3 separate regions of the Pan troglodytes genome follow, and regions 2 and 3 are each linked to region 1. The links are chromatin contacts, called in public HiChIP or PLAC-seq maps. All regions are on one chromosome and are shown on one strand. Each heading gives the region's core, a stretch centred on a gene start, on an enhancer-like site or on the middle of the called end of the contact. The rest is flanking DNA. Distances are from core to core; before and after follow the strand shown.

The links. HiChIP or PLAC-seq counts read pairs in DNA pulled down with a chosen protein or histone mark.
Region 2: an H3K4me3 HiChIP or PLAC-seq map of stem cell-derived excitatory neurons shows a contact between it and region 1, with 4 times the contacts expected there. The contact joins the promoter of NARS2 here to the promoter of NDUFC2 in region 1. A contact is called at or near these places in 1 of 7 Hi-C or Micro-C datasets (stem cell-derived neural progenitor cells) and 1 of 1 datasets of contacts at active chromatin or transcription factors (stem cell-derived excitatory neurons).
Region 3: an H3K4me3 HiChIP or PLAC-seq map of stem cell-derived excitatory neurons shows a contact between it and region 1, with 4 times the contacts expected there. The contact joins the promoter of GAB2 here to the promoter of NDUFC2 in region 1. A contact is called at or near these places in 1 of 7 Hi-C or Micro-C datasets (stem cell-derived neural progenitor cells) and 1 of 1 datasets of contacts at active chromatin or transcription factors (stem cell-derived excitatory neurons).

Annotation. Positions count from the first base shown.
Region 1 is chr9:80,104,269-80,106,927 of NHGRI_mPanTro3-v2.0_pri, reverse strand. NDUFC2 (NADH:ubiquinone oxidoreductase subunit C2) reads left to right here and starts at 1,346. Exons shown (of 3, transcript NM_001071781.1): 1 at 1,346-1,511. The coding sequence starts at 1,346.
Region 2 is chr9:80,598,577-80,601,235 of NHGRI_mPanTro3-v2.0_pri, reverse strand. NARS2 (asparaginyl-tRNA synthetase 2, mitochondrial) reads left to right here and starts at 1,355. Exons shown (of 14, transcript XM_522122.7): 1 at 1,355-1,890. The coding sequence starts at 1,750.
Region 3 is chr9:80,442,113-80,444,771 of NHGRI_mPanTro3-v2.0_pri, reverse strand. GAB2 (GRB2 associated binding protein 2) reads left to right here and starts at 1,315. Exons shown (of 10, transcript XM_001164121.8): 1 at 1,315-1,523. The coding sequence starts at 1,449.

The sequences.
Region 1 (2,659 bases), core at 97-2,596:
GGGGAGATCATAAGACTTATTGTCCAGAAGAAGAATGTCACAAGGATGGTTGATCAGTTAAGGTAGGGCAGGGACCAGTCACAATGGTGGAATGGTGGAATGTTTGTTAATCAGTTAAGGCAGGAAGTGGCTGTTTTACTTCTTTTGTGGGTTTTTGGCTGCCCCAGACTTCTTGGCTCCTGCAGGCCATCTGGACGCATATGTGCAAGTCACAGGGGTTACAATGGTTGAGCTTCGGCTGAGAGGCCTGACAGCAGAGACTGGAAAATTGCTTAACAGAATTATAAATTCCTTCTTTCATTACTCAAACCTTTTTTTTTTTTCTTTTTGAGACGAAGTTTCGCTCTTGTTGACCAGGCTGGAATGCAATGGTGCGATCTCGGCTCACTGCAACCTCCGCCTCCCAGGTTCAAGCGATTCTCCTCCCTCAGCTTCCCGAGCAGCCGATTATGCTGCCTCAGCCTTCCCAGTAGCTGGGACTACAGGCACCCGCCACCACGCCCAGCTAATTTTTTGTATTTTTCGTAGAGATGGGATTTCACCATGTTGGCCAAGCTGGTCTTGAACTCCTGAAGTGATCCGCTCACTTCAGCCTCCCAAAGTGATGGGATTACAGGCGTGAGTGACGGCGCCTGGCCTCATTACTCAAACCTTTAGGGAACACCTCCTCACTCAGCCATGTGTAAGGACGTGAAGACCCAGAGGTGAAACATTTTAGGGTGCTGCCTCCGAATCTGAATTTCAACAATAGACTAAAACGATCCAGTCCTGGGCTTCTCTAAATTCTTTTGTTGCTGGCCAGACCTTAATTTTAGGCTTTGGAGGGTGTGTCTATGCGAATGAACGACTGAAAACTCAGAAAACGAAAACTAGCTTTTATGGAATTTCAATTAATTACGTTTATCAAAACTACGCATCATGCCCATTTGTGGGTATTGGATGAAAAGATAAATCTTTCCAGAAGGGGCAGGGGAGGGAGAGGCAATTCTGGTTGGGGAAGTTGGGAGAAAAGAAAATCAGTATCTCCTAGTCTTCGCCCAGTTTGGCTCGTTTGGGGTACTCCTCGACCCCGCGTTACCAGGCCCGTGAATCCCACTCCCACCAGAGAATTTGCGCGGGCGGACGAGCAAAGTGAAACTTAGTAGCCCGGAACTTCGCGTGCGGGGTTCCCGCAGCAACACGCACCGGGAAGCGTTTAGGCGCTGCACCGCGCTGCGCCGTGCCCGTGAGTCCGGCGCGCAGAGGAGGAGGAGAAAGCTGACCGCTTAGGCCCTGGTAGTGGTCGTCGCGGTTTTCCTTGTAGTTCGTGGTCTGAGACCAGGCCTCAAGTGGAAACGGCGTCACCATGATCGCACGGCGGAACCCAGAACCCTTACGGTTTCTGCCGGATGAGGCCCGGAGCCTGCCCCCGCCCAAGCTGACCGACCCGCGGCTCCTCTACATCGGCTTCTTGGGCTACTGCTCCGGCCTGATTGATAACCTGATCCGGCGGAGGCCGGTCGCGACGGCTGGTGAGTGCTGCGCGGCCGGGATCGGCTGGGAGGAGAGGGGGTCGTAGGGCTGCAGACTGGCCCGGCCGTAGGCCCCCCTGAGGTGCTCTGCTTTTCCGTGCCTTTTTGCCTAGCTGGCCCCATCTCGCCTTTCCGGGGAGTCCGCGCCCCATTAGCTCTTTAGAATCAAGCAGAGCCAGAGTGTCATTTGGCACTTGAAGAAACTGAGGTGCAGTGAAGCAGGAACTGAGTCTGTGAAGGACCCGAAACTACTCTCCTCAGTTCGTGTTGTGCTGTGTGCACAAATGAGCCATGACTCCATGCCATGCACTACTCACACTGTGGGCATTATTGATAGCATTTCGGCCTTAAAACACTTTTAGGGATGTATTATTCACAACGAGGAAACCGAGCCTAACAGATTAACAGCAGCTTGCCCAAGGTCATACGGCTATTAAGTAGCAGAGCTTGGTGTGTTTTTTTTTGTTTTTTTTTTTTTTTTTTTTTTTTTTTTTTTTTTTTTTGACCTCTGAATGGATATTGGACACCAGTGCTTCTCAAACTTAATGTGCATACGAATAGCATAGGTGTCTTGTTAAAATTCGGATTCTGGGCTGCGCGAGGTGGCTCACACCTGTAATCCCAGCGCCTTGGGAGGCCGTGGCGGGCGGATCGCCTGAGCTCAGGAATTCAATACCAGTACGGGCAACAGGGCGAAAACCCGTCCCTACAAAAAAATACAAAAGTTAGCCGGGCGTGGTGGTGCACGCCTGTGGTCCCACGCAGAGGGAGGCTGAGGCAGGAGGGTCGTTTGAGCCTGGAAGGCAGAGGTTGCAGTAAGCCGAGATTGCACCATTGCACTCCAACCTGGGCAACAAAGTGAGACCCTGTCTCAAAAAAAAAAAAAAAAAAAAAAAAAAAAAAAAAAAAAAAGCGGATCCTGATTCATGAGGTCTGGGGAGGAACTGGATGTTAACAACAAGCGCTCAAACACTGCTGCTGCTGGTCTGAGGACCACGGTTTGAATAGGAGGCTCTAAACCAGTGTGCTGTACTTCCCAGTAGTATGTCACTGGCCTCCTATCAGAGACACTGACTATTCTGATAATAACCACCACAGTAGCTTTGCTAAGCTCTATGGATTTCCAGAGGGAAAAGAGGAGAGGAACT
Region 2 (2,659 bases), core at 106-2,605, 490 kb before region 1:
TTTATAATTATAATTTTATTATATTTATAATTTTAATTTATTAAAAGAACCAGGGAACACATTTATATTATATAAAATATAAAATTGTGATACATGTATATATTATAATTTTATTATATTTTATCCAATATAATATTTGGATAAAATATCAAAAATAATTTTTTGGATAAATTTAAGAGGTAGCCTAATATATAAGGGTGACTTTTCAGTCCAAACAAATGCAGACAACTCATACATCTATGTGTGCACTTACTGGTTGATATTTCAGTAGTCTCTTTTCTTGCTTGTCTCCATCTCTAAAGCATGAGCTCCTTGATGGAACGGATCACCTTGGGACACTATGTAATACAGCATACTGCTTAAGTGCATAGAGCCAGCACTTCTGGGTTTAAATCTCACACTTAGGGAATGTGTATCCTTAAGTAGGTCATCTAGCCTTTCTGTGTGTAAGTTCTCTCATTTGTAAAATGGGTATAATAATAGTAGCAACTTTAAGTAAGGTAAAAGTGAGAGAGAGAGAGTGAGAGTGAGAGGGAGCGGGAGAGAGACAGCGAGGGCGAGCGCCGGTCTTGAACTCCTGGGCTGAAGCAATCCTCCTGCTTCTGCCTCCCTAAGAGTTGGGATTACAGGCGTGAGCCACCGCACTTGGCCAAACGTTTTACTTTTTAAATTAGATTAAAAACCTTTTAATGACTGTCATTGAGTTACAGAATTTTTTTTTTTAAATAAAACGTAGCCTAATATATAAAAGGGTCATTGTTTCCAGGTCAAACAAATGCAGATAGCTGTGTTGGAGGGCAGAGGGAAGAGGGAGACTTGGAGGATTCTGGCAGGAAACACTCGACTTTCCTCCAGTCTCTGCAACATCTTCCCACCGTCTTGCCTGCCATATGCAAGGTCCCTCCAGTTCCTTTTATTTACCTGTCAGAGGACTACTTTCTCCAGGAAGCCATCTCAGGCAAACTGATCACCCTTTTATGCAACTGTCTGTTTAGCTGTCTGATACCACACAACTGTGACTTGCGCAGAGGGGCTATGTCTGATATTTCTCTGCGGAGAACTCAGGAAAGGAAAGACTGATCTCTTCAAGCGAATCCTGTTAACAGCTAAGAGCCTCCTCTTACTTGGATCCCTATTGTTGACTGATGGAGACGGTTTCCCTCTCCATCAGTCACTCCTTGCCTCTCAGTTTCTCAGCCTCACCTGGAAAGTTTAGAAATGAAGACCCTCAGATGTGCTCCCACGTTCTTTCAGCAATAATCTCTACAACCTTAGGGCATTAGCTCCGCCCCGTCTCGGCTCCTGACCCCGCCCCCCTCCCGCACGCCTCCCTAAGCCTGGGTCACGAGTACGCATGCTCTCCCTTCTTCCCCGTAGCGTGATGACGTAAGCGGCGTTGGCGTGGTGTGGACGGAGTGGTTGCGCGTGTTGCGGCCCGGGGTCTGTTCGTAGGTTTACAATTGTCGCGGGCAGTGGGGCGCCCCAGCTGCCAACTGCACGTGGTTTCTTTCTGGCGTTTGCCTAGTGTCCTGTCCATTCCGCCCCGTTGGGAAGTGGGAAGCGGAGAGGTTCTGTGGGGATAGAGCTGGGAGTCCTGAAGGAGAAAGCGCGCAGCCGAGGGGCTCTGGAGTGCCTTAGAGCAGAGCTGCGGTCGCGGAAGGGGAGCAGCTGAGAAAGGAGGGCCGCTGCAGGCGGGTTTCGAACCGTGGGGTCTGGGCTGCTCCCGCGGAGGGCCTGGTCGGACGCGGGATGCTGGGGGTCCGCTGCCTGCTGCGGTCCGTGCGCTTCTGTTCCTCCGCCCCCTTCCCCAAGCACAAACCTTCAGCCAAACTGAGCGTGCGGGACGCTCTCGGGGCTCAGAACGCGAGTGGGGAGCGCATTAAGATCCAGGTTGGTGAATGGGAAGGGAGTGGGTTTTTTCCTGTAGGGACTTATATGGCACATCCACATCTAGCTTTTCTTTTACGGTCGGGTCAGACACAACCACCAGCAGGGAAAAGTTGGAAAGTGTAGGCGTCGCGGGTTTGCACTTTTCTGCTTTCCATTACTTTTCACAAAACTGTTCCGATGACTGTAAAGCGCTGGAACTTTGCTTTCATGATTCCAGGGTATTACCTGTAAACTTATTAATCATACCAAAAGTGTAAATGAACAAGCCCCCTTTCTCTATCTTTATCCCTTATAATGAATATCCAGGTTTATAAAGTGGTCGTCTTGACCTCCCTCCTTGAGAGCAGAAACCGTGTCTTACCTGCCTTTGTATTCACACATGGCTGACAGCAAATACTTGTTCAAACCATGCCTTTTAAACTTTTAGCCACCTCAGTGCCTATTGTGGGGGTCTGCATGTAATTTATTTTTAATGAATTCGGAGAAAGACTGGAATGTAGCAGTTTGAAAGAGCTCTGGAGTTAAGCTGCTTAGGTTTAAATCTCTGCATAGCGTTTATGCGTTCTACACCTTATTTTCCTCTTATGGAAAGAGATAATAATTGTCCCTGAGTCCTGAAAATTAAATGAGGTAATGGAAGTAAGATATTTAGAACAGTGGCTCATAGTCTTCAAATGTTAGCTGCTGTTGTTTCTCTTGCTGATTATATTATTTGCAGCAGCTCCACATAGAAGAGGTGCAGAATAAACAAGGTGTTTGACTGTTTCTT
Region 3 (2,659 bases), core at 66-2,565, 340 kb before region 1:
TAAGTACGTGGTAGGGGATTCGCTTTTCCAAATTGAAGAGGGTGAACTTCCCCCAACCCAATCAAGATCTGTTGGACCAAATGATGTCCAACTGCTTGAAACAACTCAGCTGCACAGAGACAGAAATGAACAAAACAGCTTTAGTCTGAGGTTGTGTGGGGCAGTGCAAGATGCTGCTTCTCCAATTCATCTGTCCACACAGCACGGTTCCCCATTGAATAAACAGGTTACTATCCACTTATCAGAGAAGTTAGGGAGGACCTGCCTTTTAATGCTGCTTAGAGAGACACTTTGTGATGAGAAAAGAGCTCGTACAAAAGATTTTCTTTTTCTCCCCCCTCCCGCTGAAGTGCTGGGGTTGTGTGCTTCCACGTACATCTGGGATATCATTATATTTACAAACAGAGGTCTCAAAGCCTGTGTCAATGAGCGGGAACGTTGGGGAATTTGGACCCCAATTTCTTGTTCTTCTGCACTTGACCTTGCCTTCCAATTCATTATGAAATACATTGACTAGTTTTGCTTCTTCCATTCTACAAATCATGCGAATTTTCTATACTAAACTGTGTTTTCCCAGAGGCAGTGTAGGAGGGAGTCAGCTGGACTTGGTTTCCAGGCAATGAGAGGCTCCCAGGTCGATCCCATTAAGGCAATGCCCTCATTTTGAATAGCAGATGACCGGGACCCCTCCTCCCCCACACACCTGAATTGGAAAATTGGCTCGGCTTTGTACAAGCCCTTGCCCTTAGGCTGTCCATAAAATAGGAACAATACTGAAGACAATCCTGTAAGCTACAAAAGCAAAGGCTCCGGCGCGTAGTAGGTCCGTCTCCTCCTCCCGCCGAGGGACGCCAAAGTTAAGGAGCTTCTTGCTGGGAAGACGTCCCTCCTTTCAGCCGGAACCTGACCCGCAGAATGTATCGGAAACGTGAGCAGCCCTAGTATCCCTTCCCCGTCGACGCTCGGTGAAAAATCGATCGACGACCGAGGGCGCGCAGTCCCTTCCCCTCACACCCGCCAGCGCCAGGGGCGCGGTCGCCTCCCTGGCCTCCGCGCCCGCGGCTTGGGGCCTCAGGAGAAAGCGAGACTCCGGGGCGCGCCGGCGGCGGTGGCTTTCTGTATCCTCGCGGGTCCCTAGCCCCGCGTCCGCGTGCGCGGCGGCCTCGGGGGCGCGGCGGGAGCGGGCGTGGCGAGCGAGCCGGCCTTCCAGCTGCAGCTGCTCCCCCGGCGGCCGGGCGGAGAGTGCGGGTTGCGCGCGCTCGGGGCGGGGGAGCGGGCGCGCGCGAGGCTGCCGGGCGCGCGCCGCGCCGCCTAGTCCCCGCCGGGCCGCCCGCCCCGCCCGCCCCGCCCCTGGCCTCCCGCGAGCTGCGCACCGCCGGCCGCTGCCCCAGCTGCCCGAGCCCGCGCCCTCGTCCGCGCGACCCGGCGGCGGGCTCCAGGCCGGCAGCATGAGCGGCGGCGGCGACGTGGTGTGCACCGGCTGGCTGAGGAAATCGCCTCCCGAGAAGAAGTTGAGGCGCTATGTGAGTGCGGGCGCGGCCGCCCAGGGGCGGGCGGGGGGCGCTCCGGGGCCTGCGGAGGGGCGGGGGACTCCCGGAGGGGCGGCAGGCTGGGGAGCTCGGGCCCGGAGCCGCGGGGGGCCGGGGGCGAGGAGCGGCCGGGGGCGTGTGGGGCACCTGCACACCTGTCACAGGTGGGCCGCCGAGGGGCGGGGCGGGCGGCAGGTTGAGGCTGCGGCTCCTGCCCCGCCAGGCGGGCGCGGCGGCGGCGCCTCCCAAGCCGGTCTGCTCGTGAACTAAATATAGTGTCGAAGTTTGTATTGATGGCTTCTGGAGACCGAGAGAGTTGACTCTCGGGGCTGGGGCTCCGCGGCAGCCCCGAGCAGCTTCAGCCCGCAGGGTCGGGGAGAGGGCGGGAAAGGGGGGCGTAGGCTGTGGGGCCGCGCGGACGGCCCCACAAAGGGCGAGCGCCTCACGCCCTCTCCTTCCCTTTCTCCGCCTGCCCCTCCCGGCCGCCGGCCTCCCTCCGTCCGCGGCTGCATCACCGGCAGCGTCAGCGGCATGTGCAGCCCTTGTATTAAGTGACTCATTTGTTTGTCCCCCTTCTTTCCCTTTATTCCGTTCGTCTCTCACAGGCGCCTCCCCCGACCCCGGTGTGACACTGCAGTTTGGTCCCCGTGGCTGGCCCGGGTTTGGGACCGGGCAGCTCCCGGGTGTCTGGGGTCGGGAGAGATCGAAGCTCTCCGCGGCCAGGTGTTGCCAACCGACAGTGTTTACTGACATCGCTGGAACAGCCTTTTCCCTCTAGGTGGGGAACTGGCAGCCTGGGGGAGGTGGAACAGCGTGGCGCTGAGCCGTGGAGTTCTGGCTTTTTTTTTTTTTTTTTTTAACCCCTCTCCCCAGAGGATGCCTTGCCTGGTGAGGTCAAAGTACAAGATGGTGCCAGTTACTGAGATTTGGCCGAAATGGTCTTGGGGTAGTCGCGGGAGTTTGGAAGTGGGGGTAAGGTTGCTGGAAGGTTTCAAGGTCTCTCATCTGCTCCCTCTCCGTTTCCCATGAAATGCCCTTGTTTAACGGGCTGTGGTGCCGAACTCCGGGATCACTCCCACAGCCTGGAAGGGAGCCGTTGCCTCCAGCTGCAGTGCATCAAGGGAGCTCGG